Regions from separate parts of the Sus scrofa genome. Here all the other regions are linked to region 1. The links are chromatin contacts, called in public HiChIP or PLAC-seq maps. All regions are on one chromosome and are shown on one strand. Each heading gives the region's core, a stretch centred on a gene start, on an enhancer-like site or on the middle of the called end of the contact. The rest is flanking DNA. Distances are from core to core; before and after follow the strand shown.

What was found. HiChIP or PLAC-seq counts read pairs in DNA pulled down with a chosen protein or histone mark.
Region 2: a contact with region 1 is called in an H3K27ac HiChIP or PLAC-seq map of alveolar macrophages. The contact joins two enhancer-like sites. A contact is called at or near these places in 2 of 2 datasets of contacts at active chromatin or transcription factors (alveolar macrophages and skeletal muscle).
Region 3: an H3K27ac HiChIP or PLAC-seq map of alveolar macrophages shows a contact between it and region 1. The contact joins two enhancer-like sites. A contact is called at or near these places in 2 of 2 datasets of contacts at active chromatin or transcription factors (alveolar macrophages and skeletal muscle).

What each region holds. Positions count from the first base shown.
Region 1 is chr3:97,307,804-97,310,964 of Sscrofa11.1, reverse strand. No RefSeq gene overlaps it. Among named protein-coding and RNA genes, the nearest start is that of ZFP36L2, 110 kb to the right of the region's middle. Within about 2 kb of position 1,879, at least 34 of the 83 cell types and tissues checked have an H3K27ac peak or open chromatin away from gene starts, as enhancers often do. A contact at or near this core is called in alveolar macrophages, where this site is marked.
Region 2 is chr3:97,446,488-97,449,992 of Sscrofa11.1, reverse strand. All of the region lies in intron 4 of LOC106509843 (a long non-coding RNA gene), which reads left to right. Among named protein-coding and RNA genes, the nearest start is that of TRNAI-UAU, 120 kb to the left of the region's middle. Within about 2 kb of position 1,907, at least 5 of the 83 cell types and tissues checked have an H3K27ac peak or open chromatin away from gene starts, as enhancers often do. A contact at or near this core is called in alveolar macrophages, where this site is marked.
Region 3 is chr3:97,541,315-97,544,672 of Sscrofa11.1, reverse strand. All of the region lies in intron 2 of LOC106509843 (a long non-coding RNA gene), which reads left to right. Among named protein-coding and RNA genes, the nearest start is that of TRNAI-UAU, 25 kb to the left of the region's middle. Within about 2 kb of position 1,577, at least 14 of the 83 cell types and tissues checked have an H3K27ac peak or open chromatin away from gene starts, as enhancers often do. A contact at or near this core is called in alveolar macrophages, where this site is marked.

The sequences.
Region 1 (3,161 bases), core at 630-3,129:
GCTCCTCCCAGGTGCTGACAGGAGGAGGAGACTGAGGCCTGGGGCTCTTTAGTCAGGGCAGCTGGAGTGTTCTTCCTGCTGCTGCCCTGGATTCTGGACCCCTGCTTGGTCCCTGAGGGGTTGGATGCCTTCCTGGCCTTAAAGATGGGACATTTCAGGCCGCCCAGAGAAATCTCTGTGACCTGAGGGGAGGGGAAATGTCCCCCTTTAATTGGCCCCTGTCGTGGGCTGTGCTGTTTTTTTGTTTTGTTTTGTTGCTTTTTAGGGCCGCACGCATGGTATATGGAGGGTCCCAGGCTACGGGTGGAATTGGAGCTACAGCCGCCGGCCTACACCAGAGCCACAGCAACTCAGGATCCGAGCCATGTCTGCAACCTACACCACAGCTCACAGTAACATCGGATCCTTAATCCACTGAGCAAGGCCAGGGATTGAACCTGCAACCTCATGGATCCTAGTTGGGCTCATTACCGCTGAGCCACAACAGGAACTCCTGGGCTGTGCCATCTTGACGAAGCTCCTCCCTCTCACCATGTCCCTGTGCCCCTCAGAGGAAACCATTGGCTGGGCCTTTGGGCCAGAGCTGGGCAGGTTCCCAGCACCCTTGATGTTTGCTTCCAATCCAAGAAAAAGCTAGGCTCCCCAGCTGGGAACTCCTGCCCTCCCCCTTCTCCTTTTCTTTTCTCCCCCCTCCCCCACCCTTGCACTTTCCCCCAGCACCCCCCCAACCCCAAGAAGTTTCCAAAGTGACCACATGTGGGCCCAAATCAAACCCTTGTCCTCAGGCCTCTGCTGGCACTTCTCCCAGATCGCCCACCTTCCTCCTCCAGCTCCGCAGCCCGGCCACCCTCCTCACCCCTGCCCCCGCCATTCCTCTTTGTGGACAACTTTCTAAATGCAGCCAAACTTCCCCTTTCAGTCCACAGCCCCCAGAAAACAGCTGCAAAAAGTCAGCGGCTCGGCAAGTTCTCTTGCAAAGTTTGGCCGAGAGTAACAGCCACTCGTTCTAGCCATTGCCACCCTCTCCCAGGCTCAGAAGGCCAGTCTCCCCCTCCAGGAAACAGTGAGAAGCCCCCGCTCCAGTACTGCTCCCGGGGTCACAGTCTCCCCAGCAATCTAATCTAGAGAGAACTCCTGAAAGGGGCCCGGCTGAGGGTAGCTGGGGGAAGTTGACCGCCCGAAACCTGACGGGTTTCCTGACCTTGCCCAAGCCCTCTGTGACCCTGGGCACCTCACTTACTCCCCCCACCACTGCCCCCCCACACCCAGGCACAGGCCTCTCCTTTGGAGAACAAGGGATGGATACATTGGTTGATTTTCCAGGCCCCTTCCAAGTCTGAAATTCCACACATGGGTCGTTTCTCCCTAGGGTGCCCAGGGATGGGAGAGAAGCTGTGCCCAGGGACACCCGTCTCACTGAGGGTGGTCTGACCAGGCCTCCGAAAATGCATTCTTCGTCCTCTCGGTGACAGTCGGCCCCCTGTAAAAGAGAGGCTCTCACGCCCGAGTCTGATCAGAATCACCTGGGAAAACCACACCATCTCCGACCCCAGCTACACTCCGGACCAAAGAAACCAGAATCTCAGCTCAGGGCCTGGTCCTCAGTCTGTTTGGAAGGTTACTCAGGTGATTCTGAATGAGCAGAAAGAGTTCAGAACCATTGTGGAAAAGGCATCTAGAAACGAAAGAGGAAGCTGTAAGCCAGAGATGCCACATCTGGGTGCCACCTTCTCTGCTGAGAAGCTCTTGAGGCCAGTGGGATGGACTCCGTGAGTAGCGAGGCTTGTCTGTCGTGGATGGGTGGGGAGGGCTGTGGACTGCCCCTGGGGCTGCCCCGCTGCACCCCCACCCTGGCAGGATACTAGGTTCAGGGCCAGCTACTGGGTGCTGGCTCACTGGCTTGCCTGCTCCCTACCAGGCCCCCAAGGCCTCCCTGTGCCCCTCCAAGGCAGATGGCCCCAGGACTGTGGTCCGGGCCCTGGAAACCAACCTCACAAGAGGCAGGAGGCCCCAGGGCAGCTCGAGCCCTCTGAGGGCTTTGTGTGGATTGAGAAAAGGAAAATAGAGAAGGGAAACCGAAGCAGGGCCGAAGGCAGTGAAGGAGAAAAAGACAAGAGAAAGGGGAAGGACTCTGAGGTCAGAGAGTCATGTGAATGGCATTTAGGGAACAAAGCCCCCACTGCCCTGCCCCCTGCTCCCCCTTCATCCATCATCCTCTGGGCCTGGTAAGAAGCACTCTTCTGCCAGGGCCCTGGGCGCAGAAAGCATTGCTGCGCACACAGAAAGCCCAGATCCAGAAATCTGCCAGTTCTGAGTCTGTGAGCCCTGTCCATCCTCCCTCTGGGCAGAGCTAGCAAAGCCCTCCCTACCTGGCACTCTCAGATCCCTGCCTCCTTGGCTCGCGGCAGCCAGGGTCTCTCATCAGACATTGGCCATCAAATCTGGCCGCTCCCAGACCAAAGTAAAGGCTCAATCCAACTCCCAAGACACTTGGCATCGTACCAAGGAGATCCAGGTAATGCTGGTGACTAGCTGTGACCTTGAGCAAACCACCTCCTTCCCCTCCCCAGGCCTCAAGTGCCTGATCTTGTCTGCCTTTCTCTGATGGCACATTTGGAAGGAAGGCATGTCTCTGTATCCCCAGGGGTCAAGAGCCTGGGCTCTGAAGACAGAGACCTGGGCTCATCTCTTGGCTCTGCCACTTGCTGGAGTTTTAATCTCTGTGCCTCCATGTCCTCACTTGGAAGGTGACAGTTAATAGATGGACGGCAGAACATGAGAAGACATCACAGGTCCAAACCAACATGGGTCTCATCTCTAGAATAGCTTTGTCCTTTTTTTTCTTTTTTTTTTTTTTTTTTCGTTTTTGGCTACCCCATGACATATGGAGTTCCTGGGCCAGGGATCACATCTGAGCTGCAGTTGCAACTTAAGCCACAGTGGCGGCAACGATGGATCCTTAACCCACTGTGCTGGGCTGGGGATCGAACCTGCATCCTAGCACTCCAGAGATGCCACAGATCCCATTGTACCATAGTGGAAATTCCAAAAACCACCCTTCACAAACCAAAGAAGGAGATGGCAGACTGAATGGAAAACTGAGCAAAGGATACAAGCAGGCAGTTAACAGCTGCAAGAACCAACGCGAACAGGGTACCGAT
Region 2 (3,505 bases), core at 658-3,157, 140 kb before region 1:
AAAAAGCCTTTTCTCCCATGAACCCTTTGGAAAGGAGATTGTGGTCACACAGAAGCTGTTCAGGCCAACAAGAACACATTGCTTCTCTACACTTTGAGGTATGATTGGAGGGCTGAGCTTCAGGGAGGGTGGTAGGAGAAAAGTCAGGGTTTTCCTAAGATCAATGGAGTAGGGACTCACATTGAGCCTGCCCCCTGGACCAAGCCTGTCCCTCTCCCCTCTGCACTGCCGTGGCAGCTTAGTGCTTGGTTAGCAGTAGAGTGAATTGGCTCATTGGTGGCAAAACTGGACAGAGTTTGTCTTTATTCATCTCCTCTCTGCCTGTTCTTTGTCACCATCTGAGGTCCTATTAAGGACTTTACGTGTTATCTCAGTGAAGAAAGCTTCATTTTGAAAGATGAACATAAAGAATGAAAAAACTCCGTCCCACCCTCCAAAATGAACACTTTGTGGTGAGATTTTAGGCAGCAGAGATTTTGGGGTTGGAGAACTTCCTGCGGCCTCTGGGTCACTATCGTTGACTTCTTTTCCTGCCCATTCCCTTCCTCCTCTTCCTTTTCCTCCTCCTCCTCTTCTTTTTAAAAAATCATTTTGCATCCCCCTCCCTTCTTCCCGACCCCAGAGCCTGCATGTCATTCAAGGCCTACTTCCAGGCCTCTTGCCCAGGAGGCCTTCTCTAGACCTATGCGCACGCACAGTGGCCAGCCCTGTCATGGGCCGTCCTGGCTCAGGGTTCCTTGGCCCTCGCAGTCTGGGCTGTGTGCTTCAGGGTCTCTTCCTGGACTGGGCCAGTCCTCCATATGCTGCTTACAGATTCTTTGATTCTTTTTTTTTTTTTTTTTTTTTTTTTTTTGCCTTTTTTAGGGCTGCTTCCGTGGCATATGGAGGTTCCCAGGCTAGGGGTCTAATCAGAGCTATAGCTGCCGGCCACAGCCACAGCCACAGCAATGCCAGATCCAAGCTGCGTCTGCAACCTACACCGCAGTTTATGACAACGCTGGATCCTTAATCCACTGAGCAAGGCCAGGGATCGAACCTGCAACCTCATGGTTCCTAGTCAGATTCGTTAACCACTGAGCCACGGCGGGAACTCCTGATTCTTTTAAGCAGTTTGCTCTCAGAGCCCCAAGTCTACATGGAACTGCTCTGGGTGCTTTTGCAAGAATTTCTACTCTGAGAAGTCATTTTAAAGTGACCTCTTGGGCTGGGGGTTTGGGATTGGCATATGCACACTGAAGTATGTGGAATGACTGGCCAGTGGGGACCTGCTGTATAGCACAGAGAATTCTACCCAATATTCTGTGACAATATGTGTAGGGAAAGAATCTGAAGGAGAACGAATATGTGTAGATGTGTCATTGCATCGCTCTCGTACAGCAGAAGTTATCACAACATTGTAAATCACCTATGTTTCAATAAAACTTTAAAATAAATGGGGGGAAAAACCAGAAACAAAAACAAAACACACCAAAGAAAGGAGAGAGATTTTATTTTTCTTGTTCACTTCTGTATACCTGGCACTTAAAGTAGTGTCTGGAATGTAGGTAATATTCAATAATTGTTTGAATAAATGAATCAGTGAGAGAAAAAAACTAAAGTGCCCTCTTAAGGCTCTTCCTGTGCTGAGCTTTAAAGTTTTTCTGCCTTTCTTCTCATTTCCCGCATGGCGCCTGGTTCAGTGTTTGGGGAGGATAGATGCTTAGGGAGGGATCATTGAACTGTTAAGGCTTCTTCTTTCCGGAAGCAAGTCTGAAAGCCCTTTGAGGCAATGGCGGCAAAGTTCTGTTTTCAAAGATCTCCCACCAAGGAGGCCTCTCCAAGGCAGTGCACTGTCAGGGCTTGGGGAATCAGCCCTTTTCTGAGACTACCCTGCTTCCTGTTTCTCGGCTGTGTGGACGCTCTAGCACCTTCTCTGGCTGGCTGGCTTGACGTTCCTCTGGGGCCAATCTCTGGGCCTATCTTCTGGCCTGGAAACCACAGCTGGCCCTTCTTGAAATGACTCAACATCCAAGTTGGGAGTTCCCCTTGTGGCTCAGTGGGTTAAAAACCTGACTAGTGTCCCTGAGGATGTGGGTTCGATCCCTGGCCACACTCAGTGGGTTAAGGATCCGGCGTTGCTGCAAGCTGCGGGGGAGGTTGCGGATGCAGCTTGGATCCTGTGTTGCTGTGGCTGTGGTGTAACTGGTGGTTGCAGCTCCAATTTGACCGCTAGCCTGGGAACTTCCATATGCTGCCTCAGGTGCAGCCCTAAAAAGAAAAGAAAAGAAAACAAAAGTACAGCTTGGGCTCAGCTCCAGCCCCTCCTCTTGGCTCCAGGCAGCCAGTCCCACAGGACCAGGCCAGGACCACAGAGGTCCCAGCTTTTCTCAGAAAGATCCCACTACTGACCAGGGAGAGCCATGCCAGAAATTCTGCAAAATGCAAGCGCATAAGCACATTCAAGCCGTAGGCTTTTGGTTTCTTGTCCCCATGGCTTCATTCCACCAAACTCCATGTTGCCCAGATGGAGGGAGGGAGTTCCTCTCTGACTGGAGCACGTTTTCCCTGTGACTTGCCCCAGGACTCATGTCTGCAGCCACCAGGAACCCACTGGGGCTGGGCCTGGAGGAGGGAGGCAGAGCCTCTGGGGTTGAGGCCAGAGTAGAGCCTCCTGCCCCCCCGGAGCCTGGACCCGGGACCCCAGCACCCCTGGAAAGTGTGGTCCCTCAAGGAACCCACTCTAGACAAAGCCAGAGGAGGTGTTTGGATCTGGGTTTGAGTTTGCACTGTGACCTGATATTCAAAGGCCCTTTGGTACCCTAGGACACAGCACCTGTGTTCCCAGCATTCAACGCAGGACCTCCTGCCCGCCTCTCTCCCTCCCCAACACTCTAGCCACGGGATGGAAGGAATGGAAGGGGCGGCTGAAGACACAGGTGGAAACAATCCTTCCTTCACATTTGCTTGAGACCCCAAGGCCTTCGCATCTTGCCGAGCCTGAGTTATTCTTCTCTTAGTGCATTGAGTCCACTGCCTGGAACAGCCTCAATGCCCTCACCCCATCCACATCCTCCTTGTTCTTCCGGGTGTGGCTCAGTCCCGGCTTTACCACCTCCCTCCCTACCCTGGAGCCCCCAGGGACTTCTTTTTCTCCTTTGAGCTCTTAACTCTTGACGTCTGCATCTCTCTCACGCGGCATTAATCCACATTCAACATTGTGACATTGTTCATTGTCTCGTGCATCTATGAAGTGTTTTGTGTGTTTATTTTCCACACATTTTAAACCAGCTCTTCCCAAGAGTATGTAAGCTACATAAGTAACTAAAACATTTCCAGTTGTCACATAGACAAAGCACAAGGAAACAGGCAAAATTAGTATTTTATTTAACTCAATATATAAAAAATATGTGGAAACAATATAAAAATTATCAACGAGATATTTTACGTTTTGGGGGTACAAAGTCTTTAAAATCTGATATGTATTTTACACTTATAGGTCATGTCAGTTTGGCTGCTAAATTTTCAT
Region 3 (3,358 bases), core at 328-2,827, 230 kb before region 1:
ATTCCTGGGGAGGAGTGAAATGGGGACCCACAGACCATAGGCCCACATATTAGTAAGTCAGACTAACAAACTGTTAATTAAAATATGTTCTGTCCTTCAACCTTGAGAAGTTTACCTTTCAAAATGATAAAACCGGAAACAAATATATTACAGTTATGATTTTTTATATGATTGAATGTTTGCACAATATTGAAAAAAATGGAATTGAAGTATTCAGCACATCAGGGATTCTGTTGATGGGCCAGTGACGTTTGAATGAATAATAATATAAAAATATTTATATTATAGAGACATTTATGATTCATAAATTAATATATATTATCTTTAAAATTTATTTTCTGGACTTAATTTCAGCTTTAATAATAGAGAACTCAATTTGTGTTCCAGAGACAGTAATGATCTAAAGGATTAAAAATGAGATGCACTTGTATTCAGAGTGGTTTCAGTTACCTGTGGCTGCCTAACAAAACACTCCAAAGCTTGGTGATTTAAAATAGGCCATCTTTTATGGTTCTGTGGGTTGACTGGGCTCAGCTAAACATCTTTTCTGCTGCTTTGCTTAGGAATTCTCCTGTGCTTGTGCCTTGGTGCACAGCCTTGGGGCTAGACTCGTCAAGAGGCTCAACTGAGATACTGGGACAGCTGGTCCTTTGCTTCTTTCCATATCATCTCTGGGCCTCTCTCTCCACTTGGTTTTCTCCAGTAGGGTAACTGGACTTCCCAGATGGAAGCTCAGGACTCCTGGAGGGAGTATTTCAAAAAAGAAGAAGAGATGGGATTCCCATCATGGCGCAGGGGAAACGAATCAGACTAGGAACCATGAAGTTGTCCGCGTCTGCAACCTACACCACAGCTCACGGCAACGCCGGATCGTTAACCCACTGAGCAAGGGCAGGGACCGAACCCGCAACCTCATGGTTCCTAGTCGGATTCGTTAACCACTGCGCCACGACGGGAACTCCGAAGTTGTGGGTTTGATCCCTGGCCTCACTCAGTGGCTTAAGGATCTGGCCTTGCCATGAGCTCTGGTGTAGGTCCCAGACGCAGCTTGGATCTGGCATTGCTATGGCTGTGGCATAGGCCGGCAACAACAGCCCTGATTAGACCCCTAACCTGGGAACCTCCAGGTGACACAGGAGCGGCCCTAAAAAGACAAAAGACAAAAAAAAAAAAAAGAGAAAAAAAAAAAGGAAGCAGAAACTTCCAGTCCTCTTAAAGGCTACATCCAAAGCTTGTGCAATGTATGTCCAGTGCGTGCCATGTGTTAGCATGAGTCACAGGTCAGGCAAGATTCAGTGTGGGGAGGACCACACAGGGCATACATTCCAGGAGGTCTTGTTCATTGGGCCTTCCTTGGAGGCTAGGTACCTCAGTGCTATAAAGGAGTGATGTCACAAAAGCCCTAAAGCCTGTGGTTTGCTTGGGGAGAGCTGGAGGGCAGAAGCTGGGGAGCCTTGAGGAGTTCCTAAAGGCTTGGAACAGTAAGGAAACTGTTATTGAAGGCTGGAGAAGAGGGACCTGAGATGGTCACTCAGAAGGATTCTCCCTATCGTCATGGGGAAGTAGCAAGGCAGCCTAATAAACCCATGATCTGAAGGAAGCCGTTCCCAGCAGAATGTCGAAAGTGCTCCTTGGCTTCTTCCAGCTGACTCTGATAAAGCAGGAAAAGACAGAAATGACCTAAAGAAGCTTCGGAGCAGAATGTAGGAAAGCTAAGGAGCCCTGGTCTACTCTTCTAATCAAAAAAGTCTGGAAAAGTAAGAAGTGGTCTCAGGGCAAAGATAAGGTCCAGGATGCTGCCAGCAAAACGTGGTCTCTAGCATAGTCGTGGGTGTGTCTGTAAGACCCTTTAGAAATATTTAAGGGCATGCCCTCCCCGTTTTGGAGAGACAACAGGGCTGCTAAGAATGTTAAAGGCATGCTTCTTAGGTCCTCTCTGTTGGAGAATATGAGGCTTAAGGTGAGAAGGGCCTTTTGGGAAATAAATGGGGGTGTTATGCCTTTTGTCTAAGGGAGTAGGTTATAGTTAGATATCTAAGAAACCCCCAAATCTTTTAAGAGAATTTTTTCAGCTTGGATTGAAAGGGTCAAAGACAATTCCAAATGAAGAGACCTTTTTTATGGGCAGGAAGCAGGCTGAGAAGTCAGTCTGGCTGCAAACACTGCCCATTTCTTCTGGAAAAGGAGGGATACCTCAGAACATGGAGCTCAGAGCTCTCTGGAGAACCACTCTCACAAAGCAGGACCTGGCTTGATTTCAGAATTGCTCCACACAGCTTTCTCCCCCTTTTTGAATGAGAGTGTAGGTAGCAGTTGTCCTGTGCCTATTCCCTTGCCGTGTGATAGGTCTGGGGAGGAAGATAACTTGTCTCTTTAGTTCACGGGCCCTCACATTGAGAGACAGCCTCCCTAAGCACCCACACCTGAGGGGCCTCCTCTGCAGTCACCTGAACTGGATGTTGAGGTCCTGGGTTTGGAGCCTAAGCCTGTGAATCTCATTCACGGATCAGACTTCGGGTGGGGCGTCTCAGACAGTGAGTGTCTTTTGATCATGTGAGGGATGTGATTCATTAGGGGCCAGAGACTAATGGGGACAGTCTTCAAAGCTAGTCCCCAGTGAACCTCATCTTCTGGTATTCATGACCTCCTATGGTCTCTGTCTTTTTCTGGACTGTCCCTATGACTCACTTTTGGCCAATAGAAAGCAGCAACAGCGATGCTGTGTGATTTCTGAGGACAGGTCCCAGGAAGCCTTTCAGCTTTGGCCTGGGTCTTTTAGAATGCTCCTTCTGGGATAAGCCAGCCATCGTGTAAGAAGTCTGATGCCTCTGAGACTGCTGTGCTCTGAGGAGGCCAAGCTAGCCCTGTGGACAGGTGGCAGGAGAAAGCCGTGTAGTCAGCCAGACTCCACCTGTTCCAGTCGCCGCAGCCAAGTACTGGATATGAGAAGGCACACGCTGCCATCTTGAATATACCATCCAGCTGAACTTGCATTTGACACTAGACCTTATCACCATCTGACTGCAAGCACACAAGAGACGTCCCCTCTCCAAGTGACCACTGAGCCAGTCAATCCACAGAACTGTGAGAAACATTATTTATTTATCTGGCTGTGCCCCTGGCATGTGCAAGTTCTGGGCCAGGGATAGAACCTATGCCATAGCAGCGACAGTGCTGGTCCTCAACCCGCTGAGCCACCAGGGAATTCTTAAACATAATGTATTTTAAGCCACCAAGTTTGAGGATGTTTTTGTACAGCAATAGATAACTGCAACTGTTAAAAAATTATATGTATTTTAATAAAAATGCAAACCAGTTATAAAAGATCAGAGCTTCAGATTCCTTTTTGTGTAAGTTT